Regions from separate parts of the Zea mays genome. Here region 2 is linked to region 1. Evidence: chromatin contacts called from public Hi-C data. All regions are on one chromosome and are shown on one strand. The core of a region is the stretch at or near the end of the contact, and the rest is flanking DNA. Distances in the headings are between cores, read along the strand shown. Region 1 holds the start of LOC103627645 (3-hydroxy-3-methylglutaryl-coenzyme A reductase 1). Region 2 holds the start of LOC100280644 (ribose-phosphate pyrophosphokinase 4).

Region 1 (4,269 bases), core at 515-3,014:
CTAGGAAGTACGGAAACCATGTGACGATAAGCCCACATGCCATGAGTAAGATCGTAACCGACAAACCGTGACATTACTGGCGGTTTCAACAAACACAACAGGACAATTCAAGGGCAACACTTCATAAGTATAAATTGATACCATTTGCAAATATCCTGTGGTTGGATAAACGCAACACGACAATTCAAGGACAACATTTCAGAAAGCATAAACATGCATCATTCGCAAATGGCCAATAACAAAACCCGGGAAATAAGGAAACATAAGTACATAATGCCACTGATACTACAATAGGAGGTGATTGCTGTTGCCTCAGGCAGTGCATGTTGAAGTTAGGATAAGCTAATAAGCTGGGCAGTCCCTCCTATCATCATCACCCAAATAAGAAAAGGACACTTGGTTTGTGGGCAATCACCTGACCAATATATTAATACCATGTCATTCTAGCCGCCAACATCATGACAATAGTCAAACAGCACAAGGGATATTTAAAAGGTGCATCAAGGGAATGCATTTTTAACTACTATCAGTGTACCCCCGCACTGTCCTCTATAAGTAGTTAGTATTAGTTAAGCAGATTCATATCCCATTTTAAGTAAGCAAGCAATCTTCAGGTCGACAAATGGAAAAGGATGTTTACCTATTGAAGACAGCAGACAGAATCTCAAAATTGGTAATTGTCTCGACGAACGCCTTGAGCTCCGCTGCCCTCTTTATCGACGGCAACTTAACGACAGGCGCACGAGACATTGCATCCCGGAGCAGCACACTGACGGCGCCCCCAGACGCCGCGATGGCTCTGCAGCCGCGGTTGACGCTAGCCACGAGACATCCCTCGGTTGTAGCCATGGGAACATGGTACTGTTTCCCATCCAGGAGCAGCGGCCCGGCGACCCCGACCGGCAACTGCACGTACCCGATGGGCATCTCGCAGCATTGCCCCAGGATAGCCTGGTAGTCCATCCCGTCGAGCGGGAGCCCGTCGACGCCCCGCCCCGTCATCCGCCGTAGCGCCTCCCGCCGCAGACTGGCCGCGCGGCGGCAGTCTCCGAGGCGCGACTCGAGGTGGTGCGACGGCAGCGCCCCGGACACCACGGCGGCAACGATCTCCTCGTCCCCGCCATGCAATGTCTCCGGCGCGTCGGCGGCGCGCGTTTGGTCGGGGGAGCCGGCGCCCTGGTCGCGGCGGGCGGGGGTCTCGGGGTCCGCAGACGGGATGCCGGTGCCGCAAAGGCTGAAGAGGTACACGATGGAGGCCAGCTGGCAGACCACGGTGACGAACTCGCGGCCGCCGAGCGAGAACCGGAGCCGGCGGTCCCTGTCGCTGCAGAGGCGGAGCAGGTCGCAGGAGGAGAGCACGAGCGAGATCATCGCAAGGGCGTTTGTGATCCACGCCGGGATGGGCAGCGACAGCGAGCCCCCCGCGCCGAGCGCCCTCAGCGCCGCCGCGATGCGGCCTCCGAGCCGGCGCACGTCCATCCACCGCCGCTCGGGCCTCGGGCTTAACCGGCCACGGGCCACCGTCAGGGGGTTACGAGCGGAGAGCGAGAACCGGGGGCGCGTGCGACGATTGTGTGTCGTGCCGTGCGTGCTGCCGGTGCTGCGGGAGAGTGCGTAGCATGCCGGACCGGCGCTGTGCGGCCTGCTGGGGGTTCGATTCGTTGATCGGACGGACGCGGAGTGGCCGCGGGGTTTCTCGCACTGGTGTGCACGGAATCCGCAAGGCCGCAGCGTCGGAAGAGGCGGACACGGGCGGTCTGGACATGTTCCACTTTAAAACGGGGCTGTTTCGGTGTTGGAGTAGATTCAGTGACGGAGCCTAAACTTTTTCTAACAGAGGCTAAGAATGTGTTTAATTTGAGGTCAAAATAGAACGAGGCAGGAGCGACATCGTTTCCTCGATTTTTTGGATTGCACCGCCACCAAAAACTAATCCGGGGTTTATTTCGTCTCTACGTGACTCTCAGGGTCTGTTTGGTTGGACTGTGTGGCTGTAAAAAAAGTTGTTGTGAGCTGTAGAAAAAGCTGTTGTTGACTGTAAGTTGTTAAAAAGCTAAAAAAACGTTTGGTGAAAACCACTAAAAGCCGTTAAAAGTTCTTCGATATATGTTTCACAGTTCCATCCGAAAGCCACTGAAAGCAGGTCCAGGATGCTTTCAGTTTTGCACTGCGAGAAAGTCGGCTTTTAGAAAAAAACCGCTCCCTGCATCAACCCTTTGGTTTGACTTTTGGCTTTTAGGGGGCAAAAGCCAAAGCCAAAAGCCAAACCAAACACATCATCAACCAAACACTATTGAAATGGTGGCCGCCTCCTTTCATCCCTCCATGTGCATCCAACCAAACACAACCTAAATCAAACTAGTATAACGGTATAATTTTACTAAATCACTCACAGATATATGTAATAGTTTAAAGTAGTATTATATTCCATCAAAACAGTATTATATTAAAACATGATGAGCAGTAAAAACCACAAAATTACATGATAAGATTATATTATATGCTTATACTATATACGTTTTAAATTTTAGTATTAATTTTAGTGAGTAGATTGATGTGGATAAATGTATATTTTAAGTATGTGTTTGTGTGTACATAGCTATATAAAATATTTTTTAACTGTAAATAACATTGTTTGTAGAGTGAAGTTTAAACAATAAGATAGAATATTGATGAAGATAGCCTTAAATTTTGTTTATCTGTATCTTGAACGAAAAAGATTGGAAGGGTATTAAATCTCATTGTAATTTAACGCGACTCGCATGTTGGCAAACGAGCGGACAGGGGCCGGACACGGTGCCCGCGCCGCCGCCTCGGCGAGCCCACTGTTTCAGCGTTTCCTTTCTTTCCTTGCAAGCTAGAGGACGGAGAGGTTTGGTCAGACTTTCCGTTTCACTTCCGCCGCTTGCCGCCGTGACGATGGATTTGTGTACGAAGGCGTCTGCCGACGTCCAGGGTGCGGCGATCATGACACCTGTTGGTGAGCCGTCTGAAGCGCTAAACGCATGACTGAATTGTTCCCAACGTAAGCTAGTGGCTGTGTTAAGCAGGCGACAAGACATTGGAGGACGGGTTCGTGCGCGAGCGCTCACTACCTGAAGTCAAAGTGACATTTACGTGGAAATGGACACATTATCATATCCATATCCAGTGCCCGATCTAGAATTTAAATTTAAGGTAGTCGAGCACAATTTTTTTTGACATATAATACTATGTATAATTCGGTACCGCATATATATAATTTTCACCGATTCAATATATGAGCAGAAAATAAACAAAATATCTCTTAATACATTTAATTCATCTAATTAGGCTGCAAGATGCATAGATTTGTTTCTTTAGACCTAAACGATGAGTACTAGTTTGTTTTGGAGCCAAATTCTCCGGTAGTCGAAGGCTTACCTAGGCTATCCTCTAGGTCCGCCCCTAATCATATCTATCGTGTATACCAAGTATACAAGTGGTACGAGCAAGGTCAGAGTCAAAAAAAATTTAGAACAGACTAAATTAAATCGTTAAAACAATATAATCTCACTAAACTACCCACAATAGACAAATATAATAGTTTAAAATAGTCTTATGTTTAAAATGGATGGACAATAAAAATATAAATCTCTACTACTCTATAAGCCAATACCGTGGGCGTCCACATCTTCACCACATGGCTTCGCCACCGTCCGCGCCCTCCCCCTCCACCACGCCAACCACGCACCGGCTCTCCATGGAAGGGCGCGGTCCACGGCGACCCCAACCTCGGTCTCCATGGAAGGCGCTCAGATCCACTCTCTCTCCGTCGACCACGCACCGGCTCTCCATGAAAGGGCGCAGAAGTTGTCGCTAAACCCTAAACCCTAAACCCTAAAACCCTAAAACCCTAAACTAAGAAAGCTTTTAGGAGAGACATGACAACAAGTATGAAGTGTGCTGGTGGTGGTGTAGAAGTTGTCGCTTCACCTGGAGATCCTTGAGCCACATCTCTTCTTAACAAGGCAAAAGCATTTTGATATAATCAATAGGCAAGTTTTTTGCACTCTCATGTGTAGCAACTACAAGTGCCTGCTTGCTTAAGCAGTTCAGCAAAGTGTTCTTACTTTCTGGAGACAGTACTTTGTTGGCATCTTCAGTTTCAGGTGAGCTATCCTTAGCATCTTTTCTAGAGACCATATGGAGAAACTTAGACCAAGAGATTGTTGCTTGGTAGCGAAAATCAACACAAGAGATTCACTAGATTAGTTTTCTGCACAGCTGTGTCTATGTGCTTGCTTGTTG
Region 2 (4,269 bases), core at 749-3,248, 390 kb after region 1:
TGGTCTTAGGACATGTACAGTAGTACTGTAGATGATTTTAAGGTGTTTAAAGGGAGCATTTGTAAAAAAAAATGGAACAAGCAACAGACGCCTTACTTTATGAATTCGTCCAACAGACCTCCTGCTTGGGTTTTAAAAAAAGAAAAGGTATGCGTATGACGATGGCCGATGGCTGCGTGCTTCATGATGGCAGGGCCATGGAGGAGAACCCGTCTGCTCCGTAGCCGTGTTCAGCCGGCGGCGCTTTCCATGCCGATCCGTCTCGGTGTCGGCGTGTCGCATACGACCTATGCCCGTACGGTGTACGCGTAAAACCGGGAAATTCGCATTCTTCCCCCACACTGTTCGCGTCGCCGTATCTTCACATCGCAGGCCGCTTTGATTCTCTAGCGCGGCTGGGGACTGGGGTCTAGGGTTTAGGCTTCCAAAAAGAGTCAATTCCTTTGCGACCATTATAAAAGATCCAAATTCCATATGAACCACTGGAATTTCTACCGTTCGTTCCATGCCATTGTCCAAGATTTTTCATCCCGTTTAAACCACTGCCGTCCCATTTAGTGCTAACGGATGGTAACAGGATTACGAAAGGACCAGTGTGCCCCTGGTTTGGTCCGTGAAAAAGAAATTGGATCTTCCCTTTCTTGCCACAGGAGGCAGACCCTCTGCTCTGGTTTTGGCGCCAAACCTTGGTGCTAGAACCAATGCCCAGTATGGCATAAACAGTATTCAGATGTATGACATAAACAGTATCCACATGTATGGCATAAACAGTGTCCAGATGTATGGCAAAGTAATGCAAATTGAAAACACAAGTGGTTATACAGACCATACATCAATGTTTTGGCCATCCAGACCATAGCATCACAGTTTTGGTCATAGAATGCCACAGTTTTGGTCATATAGACCACAGCACTACATTAACACAATTCTAGTCAAGTAGACCCAAAAAATAGTACAAAAGACTACCTAGTTCCAATTAGACATTGAGCTTTCTTTTGCTTCTAGTTCCCATGGCAGGACTGCCACTGCAACTGGCTTTGCTTCTAGTTCCCATTGCAGGAGATCCGATGACTTCTGGCTCTCTCTTATTTTTCTTCCCATGTCCTGCCACCTCTTTTTTTGTTTCTTGATTCTCTTCCTTGTCTGCAACCTCCATTGATGGCATCATGATAGACAAAGGCATAGGGACTGACAATGCCAATGTTTGGTTGCACCCTTCACCTGACCTTTTCTCCTTGTACTATGGCACTCATGCAAATGTGGGTTCTTCTTCACCTGCACATAAAAACAGAGTCAAACACACTCAATCAGATGAACACAGAGCCCTGCCCCCGAGGCCTACCAGTTGCCGTGGCCCCAACCCCGAGCCCCCGCCGCCGCAGCTCCTGCCTCGAGCCCCCACCGCCGCGGCCGCGACCTCGAGCCCACAGGCCCCGATCCCCGGCGCCTCCCGCCTCCGCCCTCCGCCCCAACCGCTGGTCAGCTGAGGAAGACTGATGAGAGGCACACTTACCCATCTGGAAGCCATGAAGGCCAGTCGTCGGACCTCATCGGTGCCATGTCGCCCGCCAATCCGGACCTTGGTCCTCCACCATGATTCCCCATCCTCGCTTAACCCATCCTTGGTGCTGTGAATCTAGGGTTCGGCGGGGAGAACAGGGGGACACGAACGAGAGAAGAGCCTCACGGGAGAACTGGGAGCGGCGGCGGCCTGAACAACAAGGACTTGACTCAAGTCGCCAAGGGCAAAACGGACCTTCCTCGCTGCTGTTAACGTCCGTTACCACGAAAAGAGACGGCAGTGGTTTAAACGGGATAAAAAATCTTGGACAATGGCATGGGACGAACGGTAGAAATTCCAGTGGTTCATATGGAATTTGGATCTTTTATAATGGTTGCAAAGGAATTGACTCTTCCAAAAATCAAGCAAAGAAAATATTCGCAGTGTTGCGCACTTCGCGTCTCGATAAAGCCGACCGCCCGACCCCCAACTGTTCCGTCAAAGCAGAGTCTGCCCCTCCCCGCGCCGTTCTTTTTGGTTCCCCACTCCCCAGTCCCCGCCGCCGCCGAAACCCGCAGATGGAGGTCGTCGTCGCCGCGAAGCAGAAGGCGAAGAAACACATACACCTCTTCTACTGCTCAGAATGCGAGGAGCTCGCCCTCAAGATCGCCGCCAGCTCCGACGCCATCGAGCTCCAATCCATCAACTGGCGGTACGCCACCCTACCTTTTCTCTCCGCTTCCTCTTCCCGCCTCACCTATCTCGTGGAGCAAGCTGATTCCTCGAGTTATGTGATGCCGCACCACCAGGAGCTTCGACGACGGGTTCCCGAACCTGTTCATCAACAAGGCGCACGACATCCGTGGGCAGCACGTGGCGTTCCTGGCCTCCTTCAGCTCGCCGTCGGTCATATTCGAGCAGATCTCCGTCATCTTCGCGCTGCCCAAGCTATTCATTGCCTCATTCACTCTCGTGCTGCCTTTCTTCCCCACGGGCTCATTCGAGCGCGTTGAGGAGGAGGGCGATGTCGCCACCGCGTTCACCCTCGCGCGCATTCTCTCGATGATCCCCAAGTCGCGCGGCGGGCCTACCAGCGTCGTCATCTACGACATCCACGCGCTCCAGGAGAGGTTCTACTTCGGGGACGACGTCCTGCCATGCTTCGAGACAGGGATCCCGCTCCTGCTGCAGCGCCTCCGCCAGCTCCCGGACGCAGAAAATGTGCGTAGTGGCATACACTAATGTGCGAACAAACTTTTTTTTGAGGGATAAATTCTTACTGCAGTCCTGACCCATGGCATGTTGCGTGCAGATCACCATTGCCTTTCCAGATGACGGTGCGTGGAAGCGGTTCCACAAGCTGTTACAGCACTTTCCAATGGTCAGCGGTTGCCTTCTCTTGCTTGGATGTCATCTTTTGTTTGTTTCACATACCTTGTGTTGTCATGAATTACTCAGTTCTCTTGTCGTAGATTTCATTCATGTTGGTCTGTTTGATTGTATAGATAGTCTGTAACAAGGTTCGGGAAGGTGACAAGAGAATAGTTCGTATAAAGGAAGGACTACCTGAAGGCCGTCATGTTGTTATTGTTGATGATTTAGTGCAATCTGGGGGAACTCTTAGAGAATGCCAGGTATGATGGATGTGTTATTCTATTGCTTCTTCATGGTAGTTCTAGTAGATGGCAATGCTTACTTATCTACTTGTCTTAGCATTTATTCAGTCTGGAAGGAAATACGATATCGTATACTACAGCATGGAAGGAAGAAGGAAATACTATCTATCTCATACATTTGATACAGCAGCAGAGGGGCACATTGTCGTGCCATTCTGGGGGTTATACTCTTTAATGCACATAGGGTCTGACTGGTTGATTGCATAAGGTCCTAGACTCCTAGTGCAGGCTAGGCTAATCCAGCCTAACGTAATGCAACAACGTGGTGTTTGGTTTGGCCTGTATACCTGTCTTTGCACGTGCATAGATCATGTTTGGTAGCCCGCATTGCAAATTGGACTTCATACAGGGAAACATTTAGTGTTTGGTAGCCTGCACAACAAGTGTTTTGTGTACCACTTCATCCAGGGGCGGACCTAGCCCGAAATCCGAGTGGGGTCCGAAATACTGAGTGGGGGCCTAAATAGAGACCTACTAACTAACAACCTTTTGTAGCTACAGTAAATAAGATAGCAAGTCCACTAGAACCAGAAATTTGAGTGGGGGCCGTGCCCCCACTGGCCATAATGTCGGTCCGCCCCTGACTCCATCCGTCGTGGAACGGGAGACGTGGCTATGGCGGTACAGACCGGAGCACGCCAGAGAGGGAGCGAAGGGATTGCATTGGCTCGTGCGGGGCGGGTGCAGGCACTTCACTCGCGCTGCCTGCACAGCCTAGTACAAGCTGAGTTTCCTTTCAGTGGATGCAGCCCAACAAGCGCTTCACGCAGCGTGCTAGCCTGTATAAGGGCCTGTACAACCAACCACAAAAGAGTGTTGCAGCCCACTAGTCTGGATAGCCCCTTATGTAGGCGACCAATCTCTGAGCACCACTTTTCACGGTTTCCACCGTCGTCGTGCTCCCCCACATTTAAATGGTAAAAGAGCTAAAACTGTACACAAATGAGGATTCGAACCATGGTTGTCGGCTCTAAACCCATATTCACACCCATCTAGCCAACATAACACACATGTTTTTATCTTTTATACTTATAAATGGAAACCATAGCAACACACGGGGACTTTGCTAGTAAGAATAAACGAAGAGTCATG

The links. A called contact is a pair of places that touch in the nucleus more often than the background predicts.
Region 2: a Hi-C map of ear shows a contact between it and region 1, with 2.6 times the contacts expected there. The contact joins the promoter of LOC100280644 here to the promoter of LOC103627645 in region 1. A contact is called at or near these places in 2 of 25 Hi-C or Micro-C datasets (ear and tassel).

What each region holds. Positions count from the first base shown.
Region 1 is chr5:210,472,307-210,476,575 of Zm-B73-REFERENCE-NAM-5.0, forward strand. LOC103627645 (3-hydroxy-3-methylglutaryl-coenzyme A reductase 1) reads right to left here and starts at 1,765. Exons shown (of 4, transcript XM_008647942.4): 1 at 641-1,765. The coding sequence starts at 1,479.
Region 2 is chr5:210,857,938-210,862,206 of Zm-B73-REFERENCE-NAM-5.0, forward strand. LOC100280644 (ribose-phosphate pyrophosphokinase 4) reads left to right here and starts at 1,999. Exons shown (of 6, transcript NM_001153562.2): 1 at 1,999-2,213; 2 at 2,311-2,722; 3 at 2,814-2,882; 4 at 3,007-3,135. The coding sequence starts at 2,080.